2 separate regions of the Cyprinus carpio genome follow, and region 2 is linked to region 1. Evidence: chromatin contacts called from public Hi-C data. All regions are on one chromosome and are shown on one strand. The core of a region is the stretch at or near the end of the contact, and the rest is flanking DNA. Distances in the headings are between cores, read along the strand shown. Region 1 overlaps LOC109087019 (adenylosuccinate synthetase isozyme 2). Region 2 overlaps LOC109100905 (RAC-gamma serine/threonine-protein kinase-like).

What was found. Hi-C and Micro-C count contacts between places; a contact is called where the count stands out from the background.
Region 2: a Hi-C map of skeletal muscle shows a contact between it and region 1, with 3 times the contacts expected there. The contact joins two enhancer-like sites. A contact is called at or near these places in 5 of 8 Hi-C or Micro-C datasets (liver, red blood cells and skeletal muscle).

The regions. Positions count from the first base shown.
Region 1 is chrA13:11,144,687-11,151,443 of ASM1834038v1, forward strand. LOC109087019 (adenylosuccinate synthetase isozyme 2) reads left to right here. Exons shown (of 13, transcript XM_042768778.1): 13 at 1-1,546. Among protein-coding and RNA genes, the nearest start is that of LOC109100907, 17 kb to the right of the region's middle. Within about 2 kb of position 3,100, at least 2 of the 8 cell types and tissues checked have an H3K27ac peak or open chromatin away from gene starts, as enhancers often do.
Region 2 is chrA13:11,226,039-11,232,795 of ASM1834038v1, forward strand. The region is part of intron 2 of LOC109100905 (RAC-gamma serine/threonine-protein kinase-like); the gene reads left to right. Among protein-coding and RNA genes, the nearest start is that of LOC109100905, 49 kb to the left of the region's middle. Within about 2 kb of position 4,128, at least 1 of the 8 cell types and tissues checked has an H3K27ac peak or open chromatin away from gene starts, as enhancers often do.

The sequences.
Region 1 (6,757 bases), core at 1,850-4,349:
GTACATGTGCTACTACTTCAAACAGTCAGGCATCAGTAGTGATGTATATTGTTGTTAGATGTCAATATTTCACACAGATTGGGTAAAACGATTACTTATACTGTACATGTTATGTTAAATGTTCTTTGTTTCTTTTATCATACAAGAATCAACGGTTATGCAATGTGTACTGCCACACTTTGTCCTTGTTTTAAATGGACTGTATGATTGACTTACTCAAGTCAACTTCATTTAAACGTACGGTTTTTAAAAGAAAATTTAAATGTTTATTCTGAATAAGAAATATGTACAATGCACCCTGAAAATGTAATAAGATTACAGTGGGTGTTTTCTGCTTCTCCAAAAATAGGAGTAGAATATTTTGTGAAAGCATCTTTAGATTTAAATCTATTTAATTTGCTCCAAAAAATAGTATATAATAAACATTATAAGTATAATGTGCCTCAAGAAGCATGTGCTGTTATACAGGCAGGGTTTTGATTCCATTGAATGTATGTAAATGTTTGCACAGTCCTCAGATGTTTGTTTATTATTCAACTGTACAACTTAATGCCACAAGCATATTAAAGCCACAATAATGAGATATCAGTAAACTTGCCTTTCAATATAAATTGTAAAAATATAGATCCTTGAGACAATTTTGTGAATTCAGTTTGAACTACTTCTGTGCTTGTCAGCGACTGCAGGAGGCCGTCTGCTTTTCTGACCTCAAGTAGTACATTTACAGAACCTTTCAATGTTAAGAGATGATCTAAACAGAGCTGGTCTATTTAAATATGACTGGGTTGTTTCAGAAACCCAGATTTGCTTCTGTTTTGTCTCACCCTCAGTACTGCGCCTTCCAATAAGTAATATAGGATAAAGTGTGCCTTGTTAATACAGATGAACAATGAAACTTGAAAACAAATTTTTCGTCTGATTGCACTTTTATGGAATTGCTAAACCTCTTTTAGTTTCTGAGGGCATTATTGTCATTGCCGTTTGCCAAAAGTACACATGCATCCAAAGAAGTATCTTAATGGATAAGTGAATGCTGTGATATAAAGAGCCTTCGTAAATGACCCAGAATGATAACTCTTAGTTTTTCAGATTGATGACGGTGTGATGCGTTGTATTTTCTGTTGCTCACAGCTGCTGAATAAATGATGTTACCTGTTTGTTTGCTTAGTAGCATCTATTACACATCAGTTATCTTGTATTAACACAACATTTCCTCTGAACAAATTAAATATAGCTCTATTATTAATGTTCAAGAATAGGACAGTTGAACATTTTGTTTGCACAAACAACTTTTTCTGTTTTAGAAATCCTTTACTGTTTCTGTGTTGTATTGCTGCTTATTGGTTTTTCATGTATTACAGAACACAAAGCCATATTCTCTTGAATTTACACTTACTGTACACCTTGCTGGTGATAGATACTGTACTGATGGGTGTGCATGATCATCTAGTGGAATTTGCACCAAAACTCACTCTGTTTATCTTGGATGAATGGCAGACAACTGCCACGATAATCCGATTAATAAAGTAATATCATGAGAAACTTTCATTTTTGTGCCTGGTCATTTTTAGCAGTATTTTGTGGCATTGTTTGTAATTGGTAACGATTGCTCGTCTTAGAGATATGAGGTTCAACAACTCGCCACCAGGGGGAGACATTTACTTTGAAATAGACGTTGAACAGTGACATTTCCAGCTTTTAAGAGCTCCGTAATTACGTTTGACAATTAGTACACAATTAATCTCAGATGATAATAACATTCTGTTTCTTGTATGGCTGTGTGTGTTTGTTTGGCAGGTGAAGGTGCTTGGATATAAATGTATACATATGTGCGATGTAGTAGGAGGTGAGAATGAAGAGATCTCTCGTAGGAGACTCTCATTACAGATTCACTGCACTCCTTTCTATAAACCATATCAGCTTAACCTGATTATGATTTAGATCTTATTATTGACGCTGACAATATCTTTGGTGTTAAGTTTTGATTTAATAATTGACATTATTTAGATTTAGTGTTTTATCGTTTAATTTGATCACATTTTTATTGTTATTGTTAATATTTGTCACTAACCTATTGCGAATACAGTAGCTTACACTATTAAGTTAATATGTGCATTGTTAAATTTTCTTGTAGAAAGCACTCCAATGATAAGCCTTGGGTTTAAAAAAAGAAGAAAAGATCTTCTGCATAAAAAGAAAATAGCTTTTCAGATTGGAGATTCACAAAAAGTTAGAGAGATTAATGGCGAGAGCTGAAATATGGAAGGATGGGTAAAAATTTAAAGATAGGAATGGAAAAAAAAATAAGATCAACATGGCAGGGGCGTCAAAACCTTGGCAGGTAGGCTATTGAGAAGGATTGATTTTAACTCAGATATACATTTTACTGATAAATAAATAGTGTTAAGGTTTGATAACCAGGATTTAAGTGCAGAAATCAATTATCTAAAACAGAGAACACATAATTTTTTAAATATTGAATTAAACGAAAATCAGAATATATGTCAAGAAAATCCAGGGCCTGATAACTTTGTGATAAGGACCTGTACAAAAAGTCCCCAAAATATGGGAGAAATCATTAAGACATTAAGCCACATTTGTTAATAGAGAAATTAATATCTTTTATTTTTTAAAAGAAAGGTCACAGTGTGTTAAAAATATTCTAAATGGTTATTTCATTCCACGTTTCACCTCAAAGTGTGTGTGTGTGTGTGTGTGTGTGTGTGTGTGTGTGTGTGTGTGTGATGATTATGTGTCTTTGCAGTCCTTCCTCTTGTCACAGCTGACTCATTACACAACACAGCTCTGAACCTTTCACGAAACACCGCACACAAACACACTGCCACACAAAGGGCTCCATTCTGGCCTGATGGTGTGCTGAGTGTGTGAAGAGAAGGTCGGGGAGGGCCTGATCAGTGTGTGTGTGTCTGTGTGTGTCTGTGCATTAGTGGCTTTGACACACTCATTAGAGCAGATGTGCTGCTGCTGCAGTGGCGGCTGCCACTTCCTCCTCCTGGCTTGTGAACACGGGCAGCTGTTGAGCAAAGGGCCAACGTCTGCCTGATCCCTGACCTCAGCTCCACCCCAGCCCCCAGCTCCAACGGGGGCGGGGCCAGGGGCTGCCAGATGGGGGGTGGCCGTGTGTGCAGGGGGTGTTTATGAGTTTAGAGTACTGGCTGTTGCTTTTTGGGGGGAAACTTGTGGAGTGTGTGTTTGTATGTGGAGCATAAGGGCTGGGGGTTGGGTTTTGGAGGGAGGTTATAGATGCAACACATGGCTCAGAAAAACATTAGCCGAGAGGGGTGTCCAAAGTGTTCGTCGACATCGTTTTAGCCAGGAAGTAATTTTCTATTAAAATTATGAGTGCAGTGCAGTTCAATTCAAGTGAAGTTTAATTGACAGCACTTGTGGCGTAATGGTGATTACTACAAAAAATGTATTTCAGTTTGTTACTCCTTTTTGGGGTAGATTAAGAAGTGCCACATGATGTAAAAAGCTCACCTTATATAAGTAAAGTTATAGGGCTATACACATTTTATAAACATTTTAAATCCATTTTCTTGACAATTTACTGCATTAAACCCTAAAACAAAAACAAAAAAACCTTAAAAAATACACAAGTTTTAACAGAAGAATTAATGTAAGTGTTTTTATAAAATTATAACCTTTTTAAATAACTGTAGATAGATAGGCAGATAGATAGATGATAGATAGATAGTCAAAATGACTGTAACTCAATATTTGTTGGCAGGCAAGGCACACATGCTCAGTGGTGATCGTTGCTGGAAAAGGCAGTACTTTGAAGCGTGGCCCTCTTTGAGTTCATTGTCCACCCTGTGGTTGGACAGCAGTGGGAGTCTGTGGCCAGCTCTGCCTGGACATTTGCTTCCCCATGTCTCCAGAGCGGACAGGTGTTGGCGTCAGCAGCGTCCAGACTCGTTTCAGCAGCTGCTGCGCTCATCCGCACACACGCACGCACTCTCGTACACACCTCCCCAACTGACAGATGTAGCCACACCACCCGACTAGCTTTATGGAGCCAGAGCTGTTTTGACTTTAAATATTTGCCCAGAAGGGATTGCCCTGTTTGGGCAAGGCTTGTAGTGCTGCACGGCTTGGTGTAATAGGACGAGAACAACACGGACTGGCCGACAAAGAGGCACGGCCTGTCCAAACATATAAACCTGCCAGCAGAACTGGAAGTCTGGAGGAGTGTGAAGTCTTTAAATTACATTCAGATGTTCGGCAATTGTTATACAGTAGCTCCAAAATGTGTCTAGACACTTCTGGATACATAAGTGACACTTAAAAATGTCTGATGAATATTATTACATTTTTAAACAAAATTTTACACCAGGTGGCATCTGAAAACAAATGTTTCACTTCATTTTTTTGAGCCATTTTGTAATTCATTTGAACCAACTGGAGTCATGGTGATTTTAGTGGTTGTATAAAATGAGTTCACACAGGTGTCCTAACAGAGTATCCCCAGGTGTAGACCATCACAGTAACTATGAACACGTCTCACTAACATCTGACAACCACAAAGTCCAAAAATATCCAAATATTTTGCATCTTCATTTTGCACGTATCTATAGATTTATAACTACATCTATAGATCTGTACTACATCTATATATTTGAGATATTTCTTTCTTTTTCTTTATTTCTTTTTTCTTCCTTTATTTAGATTGCATTTTTATGTTTATGTTATATATATTTAAAATTAAATGTAAAATAATTTTTTTTAAATTATTTGCTTGTTTTTAATCTTGTATATAATCTTAATATAATTTTACATAGATAGATAGATAGATAGATAGATAGATAGATAGATAGATTATAGCACATATTTATACATTTATATATCTATATCTACATTTATATATTTAAAATATGTTTTCAGTTATTTATGTATATAGTGATTTATATGTATTAATTAATTGCTAATATTTATTATATTTATACATATTTGTATAACAAATATTTGCATTTATATTTATTTCGTTTAATATTTATAATCTTTTATATACTGTATTATACAAAATATAATTTTTTATTAGTTGATTTAAATTGAAATGTATTTATTTATTTGTTTTTGTTTTTTCTTTACATGAAATATGCGAGTTTGCTTGCTTTTGTTATTTAAGAATGCAAAGGCCTAAATTTTTAAGGGTCCAGACACTTTATGTGGCCACTGAATGTGAAAAGACTCTCAATGCTACTTGAAAAGAAAGGGTTTTTATTTTGATAAAACCTCTTGTAACTGAGAAATTTCAAAGCTGCACTGAAAGGGAAAGGGTATCCAGCTAGATGCACTGCCTCAGAAGAATCCTGGAAGAAAGCACTTTGTCTCACCATCTGGGCCTGTACTCGCCCATCCCATTAGGATGCCACATTAAAGAGCAGGTACAGTAATTGCGAGAGCCGGCCGACAGGAGCGCAACCTGCAATACTTTCGCTTGTCCAAAGAGAGAGGGAGGCAGAGGGAAAAACTTTCCTCGCACAGCAGATTCATCTTGCAACTGCTTCTAAGGACTGCCAAACAGATGCCAGTACAATTGCTTGTCTTTTTTCCTCTTCCCCTGCAATCTAAGTATGGCGCCCATATGGCTGCAGCTGAAGGGAGTGATTGTTGGTATTGTTCATTTTGTCAGTGATCGTAATGATAATGCTGTGTGCAGATGTGTGTTGGGTGCAGACGTTCATCAAGGAGGGTGACTCTTCGCTCGTTCACTCTCTGCGGCCTGCTTGATCTCAGGCTGGGACGGGGACTTGCACCACATGCATGCAACAAGAAGAGGCAGATGTTTTTGTTGGTGGGATGACTTTTGAATGTGTCAAATTTGGTCTACAAATTTACTCCAAAAATTATGTTGGTGAAACAAAGCTAGTCACTTGTAATAATTAAGTTGAATGATTATTGTAGGTTAAAAAGTGTTTGTCTAAAACACAGTGGCAGGAAATCACCCAATCACATGCAACATCCACAAATCATTCATCAGTACTTTAGTGTCATTTATCATTTGTCATTCTCATTTCAGTAATGAAAAAAGTTAGATTGTAGGTTAGTCCAAAGCATGTATTTCACCAAATAGATGCTAACAAACAGAAGCCATATTTGCCAGAGGAGGTAACACAAACAGAAGCCATATTTTATATATATATATATATAAAACTAGAAATATATATATATATAGGTTTATTGATGTTACCTCCTCTGGCAAACATGGCTTTTGTTTTATATTTTATATACAGTAATTGATGCTAATTGTGCAAGTGATGCCAAACTACAATTTGTATTGCATGTATCAAACCTTGACAGATTGCGGCTGTAAAATAATTTTTACATTTACATGTTATCATTTAGAAGCAGTGTTATTTTATTTATATTACATTATTTATATACTATTATTTATTAATATTTTGAATTGGTTTCAATTTCATATTTGCAGTTTTTATTAAAATTTTATTTTAAGTTTTATTAATTTAGTCACGCAAAAAAAAATTTATTATAAGATTATTTTATGTTCAATTCAATTTATTACTTGCCATTTCTTTGTAATTATTTGTGAAATTTACTAGCAATTTCTTAGGAAAATGTTTGTTTTCAGTGTGTGCTTTTGTCATTTTTTTATTATTCCCATTATTTTTAATATTTCTATTTAGATGTAATTCATTTTTATTCCAGTTTTGGTTTTAGTAACTTTAGTTCTTCAACTTAAATGATTTGATTTCAGTTTTTTGCCAAGTCAACA
Region 2 (6,757 bases), core at 2,878-5,377, 82 kb after region 1:
CACTCCTGAGCCAGAACGAGAAGAGAAGCAGGAAATGTGACACTGTAAAGGACTAGGGATTCACATTAGAATTAGCTTCCGAAGTTGTTACAGACTTTTAGAACCCCTCCAGTTCGGGTTGTTTCAGTTACGTTAACACTGTCTCCCATGAGCGCTTTTAAGCATTGTGGGTACGTGTCTTTCTTTCACACTCATTAATAGCCTCTCTTTCTCACTCAGACCCTCTCTGAGAATCTCTGCCCAGCTGTGCAACAATCCCATCCTCTGCAACACACACCAGGGCTGACAGAAGGTGTGTGTGTGTGCATGAGGACGTTTTTTGGGGATGTTTTTTTTCAGAGGGGGTGTTGTTGAGCTGTTTTGTTGTGGGAGAAAAAAAGAGTTTTTTTTTTGTGTGTGGTGAGATGGTGTTATGAGGGGTGAGACGGGGGCTTTGTGCGTGTGTGTGTGTGTGTGCGTGTGTATGTTTGGTGGGGATGCTTCTGATTGGGTGATGAGCCACCGCTGCTGTTGGAACTGATTGTTGACTTGCCATCTGCCATCAAGAAAAGTGTGCGTATGCATGCACTCCCCGTAGCCGGGTATTGAGTAGTCTGTGTCACAGAGAGATGAGGTGGGAGGGAAGAAGTGAATGAGAAAGAAAGAGAAGCATAAACATGCAGATGTCGCACGGCATAATGACTGGAACCCCAGACTCCATCTCGGGCCGCTGTTTGCATGACTAGTGTAGGAGGAGACTGGGAGATTTGGTGTGTGTGATACCAGAGTCGTGTTTGCATGGTACACATCACCTCACTGTATTTAAAAATTACATGAATGCTTGTTATTGTATAGATGTTTTGTTTGTTGTGACTGAGACATTTGCATCAGAATGTTCTTTTGGAAAACCCACTGAAACTTGATTTTGTTGTTTTTGGCATTGTAGTAGGGGAGAGTGGGATTAGTTGTGTTGTCCTTTTAATTTAGCAAATTATGCATCATTTTATTGAATCATATGATTGATATGATTTAGAAAAGCCCATCATATGCTTTAATATTAATAAAGATTATAAATAATAAAGATTATGATTATTATGAATTATTCTTAATATTATTATTACAGTTATTCTTAAAATAAATTGTTAAAAATAATAATTATAACTTATACAAAAATAATATTTTGTAATATTTGTCAAAATGTAATTAATATACATATGAATTTTAAAGATTCAATTTTCATTTATATTAATTAATTGTTAAATGTTATATTATATTACATTTTTTAATTTTAAAATTTTATATTGAATGTATTTCATATTAATTATTAATGTTACATTTTACATTAATTATTATTATATAATATTTTTTTTATTTATCATTTATTTAATTTTTTTTGGCCCAAATGGTTAGTTATCACTTACAATCTCCAGATCTTCAACATTAGCCAATAATTCTTCTGTCTGTAGTTACTGGTACTGTGATGTACTTTATTAACAGGGCTCCATTCAGCACTTGCAACTAATGGAAAGTCAAACACATCAAGAACAGCAGCTCAGAGTAAAACAGCAGTTTGTGAACTCAAGTGTCATATCTGTCCAGCCTCCATTGAGCATCTTAATGGGTCTGTTCTGAATGAAAGCTGCTGGTTGTATTTGTCCTAGACTGAAGTGTTGGGATTTGTTTGGCGTGGTGTGTGTGTGGCAATGTCTGGTGGGTTGAATGGGTGGGGGGGAGTGTGAGGGTGGGATGATCAAGTACAGGCACAATTACATGGCTATAGTTGTTTACTTCAGCTGTGGTGTGTGTCTCTGGGGGAGATGGGAGGCGTTGTTGGTTACTGGAAGAATAGAGGTTCTGGGATGCTTCACAAAGATGTGTGTGTGTTTGTGTGTGTGTGTGTGGGAGCAGAGGCTGGGACAGGGGCTGGTCAGACAATAGGGCCGAGGGGTTCTTGTATTGTCCCTCATTGCCAGCTGTCTCCCAGCGCAGCGGCCTGTTCTGGTGGATGCGCTGCTGAATAAATAATAGCAGAAACCCCTGCCACTCGGCTGTAATGGCCATTCAGAGGCCGGGGCCGGGGAGTGCACCCTCAGAGGCCTTTGCACCTGTTCACCACTGGCCTGATGGTGCGACTCGCTGCAGCCTCTAAGACCTGCGCTGTTGTTCCTGTCTTCTTGTGTGTGGCCCCTGTCTTAGGGCCCTTTGTTCCCCTCTGACTAAGACCCTTTTAATGAAGTTCCCTCCATTTTACTTAAATATACACTACTGGGGATAATTTTCTTGTAAGAAATTAATACTTTTATTATATTTTATTTGATCAGTAAAGTAAATTCATTTATAAAATTAGAAAATATGTTCAAATAAATCTCTTATAAATAAAGCTCTTCCTTTGAACAACAAAGAAAGACATTTTCTTTTCTCTTTTCTTTGGGTGAATATGCCTTTAATTACTTTTTAATTAATATGGATTTTTTATTTTCAGATTTTTTATTATAATGTAATCAAATTATATTTTAATTAAATGATACTCTAAACTAAGAAAGTAAAACTGTCTTAATGAATGAATAATTGAGTCATTCATTCATTTATTCGATTCATTTGTTCAAACGGCTGATTCATTCAGGAAGTAAATGGATCTCTTTATGAATGGTCTATTGAATCATTGGTTCACAGAATCATTTAAAACTCGTATTCATTTAACAATTGTGTGTTGCGTGGAGACACAGAACAGTTCTGCTGTGGATTTAATATAGGTAATATTTGCATTTGGCAAAACTGAGCAAAAAACAGACCATATTGTGTCTAAAATATTTATTTATGGAAGTGTTGTATAAAATCAATGTCACATTTGCAATTGTGATTGATGATAATAAGAAATTTTTCTTAAGCACTGAATTAGCATTAGAATAGTATTGTATAGTAAAATACAGAATAGAATAGAATAGAATAGCAATGTCTCTGAAATGTTTTTTTGTTTTAAGTATATGAATAAATCGCATTTTAAAATATTAAAAATGTAAACCGGTATTTTAAATAAATTATAAATATTATTTGTAATAATATTACATATTTAAAAACTTTTTTTGGAGCAAATAAATTCAGCCTTGATGAAATTAAGAGACTTCTTTCAAAATGTGTATAGACTAATGTGACACTGAAGATCACTTCCTCTCAGCATACACAATCTTTAAATCTCTCATGAAATTGGAATTGAATATATTTTAGGTTATTTTATTATAAAGCAAACCTGAAAGCCCCTTTCCTTTCCTTTCCTTTCCTTTCCTTTCCTTTCCTTTCCTTTCCTTTCCTTTCCTTTTCTTTCCTTTTCCTTTCCCTTCCCTTCCCTTTCCTTTCCTTTCCTTTCCTTTCCTTTCCTTTCCTTTCCTTTCCTTTCCTTTCCTTTCCTGTCCTGTCCTTCCTTTCTCCTTTCCTTTCCTGTCCTGTCCTGTCCTGTCCTGTCCTGTCCTGTCCTGTCCTGTCCTGTCCTGTCCTGTCCTGTCCTGTCCTGTCCTGTCCTGTCCTGTCCTTTTCTACAGGCCAATCATTATATGGTGCCCCTTAGACTTCTTTTATAAGTGCATAACTGTCAACACATTTTTGTTGATTTCTTTACTGAGAAGCTATTATTTTCTGTAGTAACTAACAGCATGCCACAGTCAATAGAGAGATTAACTTGTATTTAACCCAGATTTCATTATCATCCTTGTTGTAGTTCAGTCCAAAGGACAAAACTAGCTGCCAGTTTTGATTTATGATGCTTGCAATGTTGACTGTGTGTTTTGAATACGAACTACATTTCAAATGCTCCCTGAGTTTTAGATGTTTGGAGCCTGTATGTATTATGCATGCTCCAGAGGCTACAGTAACATGTGTAAGTCACCCTGCGAGACCGTCCTGACTCCATTAATTAATTATGCCTATGATGACAGTCCCAGATGATAAGTTTTTAGGAAACTTGTTGATATTCAGTTTTGGCCGTTTTATGAATGGAATTGACCATTAAAATGGGACCAGTAAAATAGACAAGAAAGCTCCTCATGCCTTTGATCTTGTCTCAGCTTCAAAGGGTTGACAGAGAGCAGCGTTACTCTCACTGGAGAGTCCTGTAATCCATAGCGCGCACACACACACACACACACACACACACAGAGAGACAGATGTATTGTCAGTGCGGCCCCTCACAATGGCACAGTGTAAAATAATCCAGCCTGCTCCTGGGTGAGACGCCTTTCACTAAAGATTGTTCCCTGACCTCTGGCTGCTACGGCAACAGTTGGGAAGTTCTTTTTTGTTGCGCTCGTCTCTTATTCTAAATGATTCATGGGTCAGGCTTTTCACAGCAAACCTCTGTTTGGTGTGACCTGCTACGCTTGCCTTCACTCACACATTATACTGTGTCTAATTGGCATAAAATGCGCATTAAATTTAATTAAAACTCTTAATGTGCTGTGATGAACTTTTTATATGTGCATTTGATTTTATGACATACGAAGGTATGCCTTTCTCTCTTTATTTTAAATTCAGTTGACCTTTGGTGTGCTTCTAACAAGACTGCAGCCGCTGAGCATGACTGCAGGACTGCACTTTACGCAGCAAATGCTGCAGCTCATTTAATGTGAACAACAGGCAAATTAGATTGCAAAACGGATGGCCTGATTAGGCTCAATTGCTGATATTTGATTAACCAATCAAAGTTGCTGCCAGTTCTTCCAATAATCTCATTAATTAGCCATGTTTTATGTAGGAAACACAATCAGAGGTAAATGGCAGGTGCATGTGATACATCTCAGTAGTGACCCTGACACAATACCATTATCATAATTAAGATTTGTAAAATGTTTTTGAAAGAAGTATTTTAAACTCGCCAAGACAGCATTTATTTGATCAAAAATACAGTAAAAGGTGTGATGGCAAAGCTGAATTTTCAGCATCATTACTTCAGTCTTCAGTGTCACATGATCCTTCAGAAACCATTCTGATATGCTGATTTGCTGCTTAGGAAACATTCTATAATACAGGAGCATTTCTTATATAATCAATTTTGAAAACAATTGTGCTTTGTATTTTTGTGGAAACACATCTTTACACATCTTTTTTCAGGATTCTTTGATGAAGAGAGCATTTAAAAGAACAGCATTTATCTGAAATCTTTTGTAACACTATAAATGTCTTTGTCACTTTTGATCAATTTCATGTGCCTTGTTTGATAAAGTGTTAATTTCTAATCTTACTGTAATGTTAAAACACGAGCAGTACCATGGTATTCTTTCCTAAGTGAACATATAAAAGTGTAGGATTATATATATATATATATTATATATAATATATATATATATATATATATATATATATTATATATATATATATATATATATATACACACATGGTCAGAATTGTTGGTACCTGTGGTAAATATGATCAAAGAAGGCTGTGAAAATAAATCTGCATTGTGATATCTAACCTTGCATCTCCAATAATGGTATCCTTTTATTAAATTGTTTTTGAAACCTCCATTTGCCAAAATAACAGCTCTGAGTTTTCTCCTATAATGGCTGATGAGGTTAGAGAACACCTGATAAGAGATCAGACCATTCCTTCATCCAGAAACACTCCAGACCCTTCAGATTTACAGCTCCATGCTGGTGCTTCTTCTCTTCAGTTCACCACACTCCTTGTCTAAGTTGTTTTTAAGGTTTGTTTTTGGATTATTGTACGGTTGGATGATCCAAACATGGCCCATTATAAGATTTTTAACAGAGTCAGTCACTTTTTGATTTTTTTCTGTTGGTATTTGATAGAATCAAAGATGGCATGTGTCTAAACAAGATGTCCAGGACCTCCAGCAGAAATATAGGCTCACACATGAAAAATATAGCAGTATATAGCAGTAAATACGTACATATGCATCTCTTTATTTATACAGTTCTATATAGAGTAAAATGCACAAATCTGTACATACTGTTCCAGATTCATAAACATTATTTATTGTTAAGTCTTACTATTTAAATGTTTTTTTTTTCTGTTCTCATGCCAGATGTGTATGTATGTACTGTATGTACCAGGAGCACCTTAAAAAAACACACACAACAAATTCCTTGTGTGTTTGCACACACCTAGCGAATAAAGCTAATTCTGATTCTGATTATATTTCATTGTACACAAGGAGTACTTTTTATCCCTGTCTGCACCAAACCCATCTTGAGTGTTTGCTAATTTAATAAAAGCAAATTTTTTTGTGACATCTTACCATAGAAGCCAGTTCTGTTTGAGGTTCCAGTCGTGTCTGACAACTGAATATGCTGGCGATTGTTTTTGGATGAGAGCATTTTCTTTGCTTGATTTTTTTTTTCTTTTTTCTTGAAACCCTCCCAAACAACATGTGGTGTTTTTTTTTTTTTTTAAAGGTTTTCTGACCATGAGACTTAACTATTTTCTGCAATTCTTCAGCTGTTATCCTTGGAGAGTCTTTAGGCACTCAAACTCTCCTCTTCACTGTGCATTAGGGTAATATAGACACGTCCTCTTCCAGGCAGATTTGTAACATTTTCTGTTGATTGGAAATTCTTAATTATTGCCCTGATGCTGGAAATGGGGATTTTCACTGCCTTAGCTCTTTTCCTAAAGTCACTTTCTAATTTGTGAAGCTCAATTATCTTGTGCTGCACATCAGAAATATATTCTTTGGTTTTTCTCATTGTGATGGATGATTAAGGGGATTTGGGCTTTGTTTTCCCTCATATTTATATTTCTGTGAAAAAGGAAGCCATGGCTGGATAAT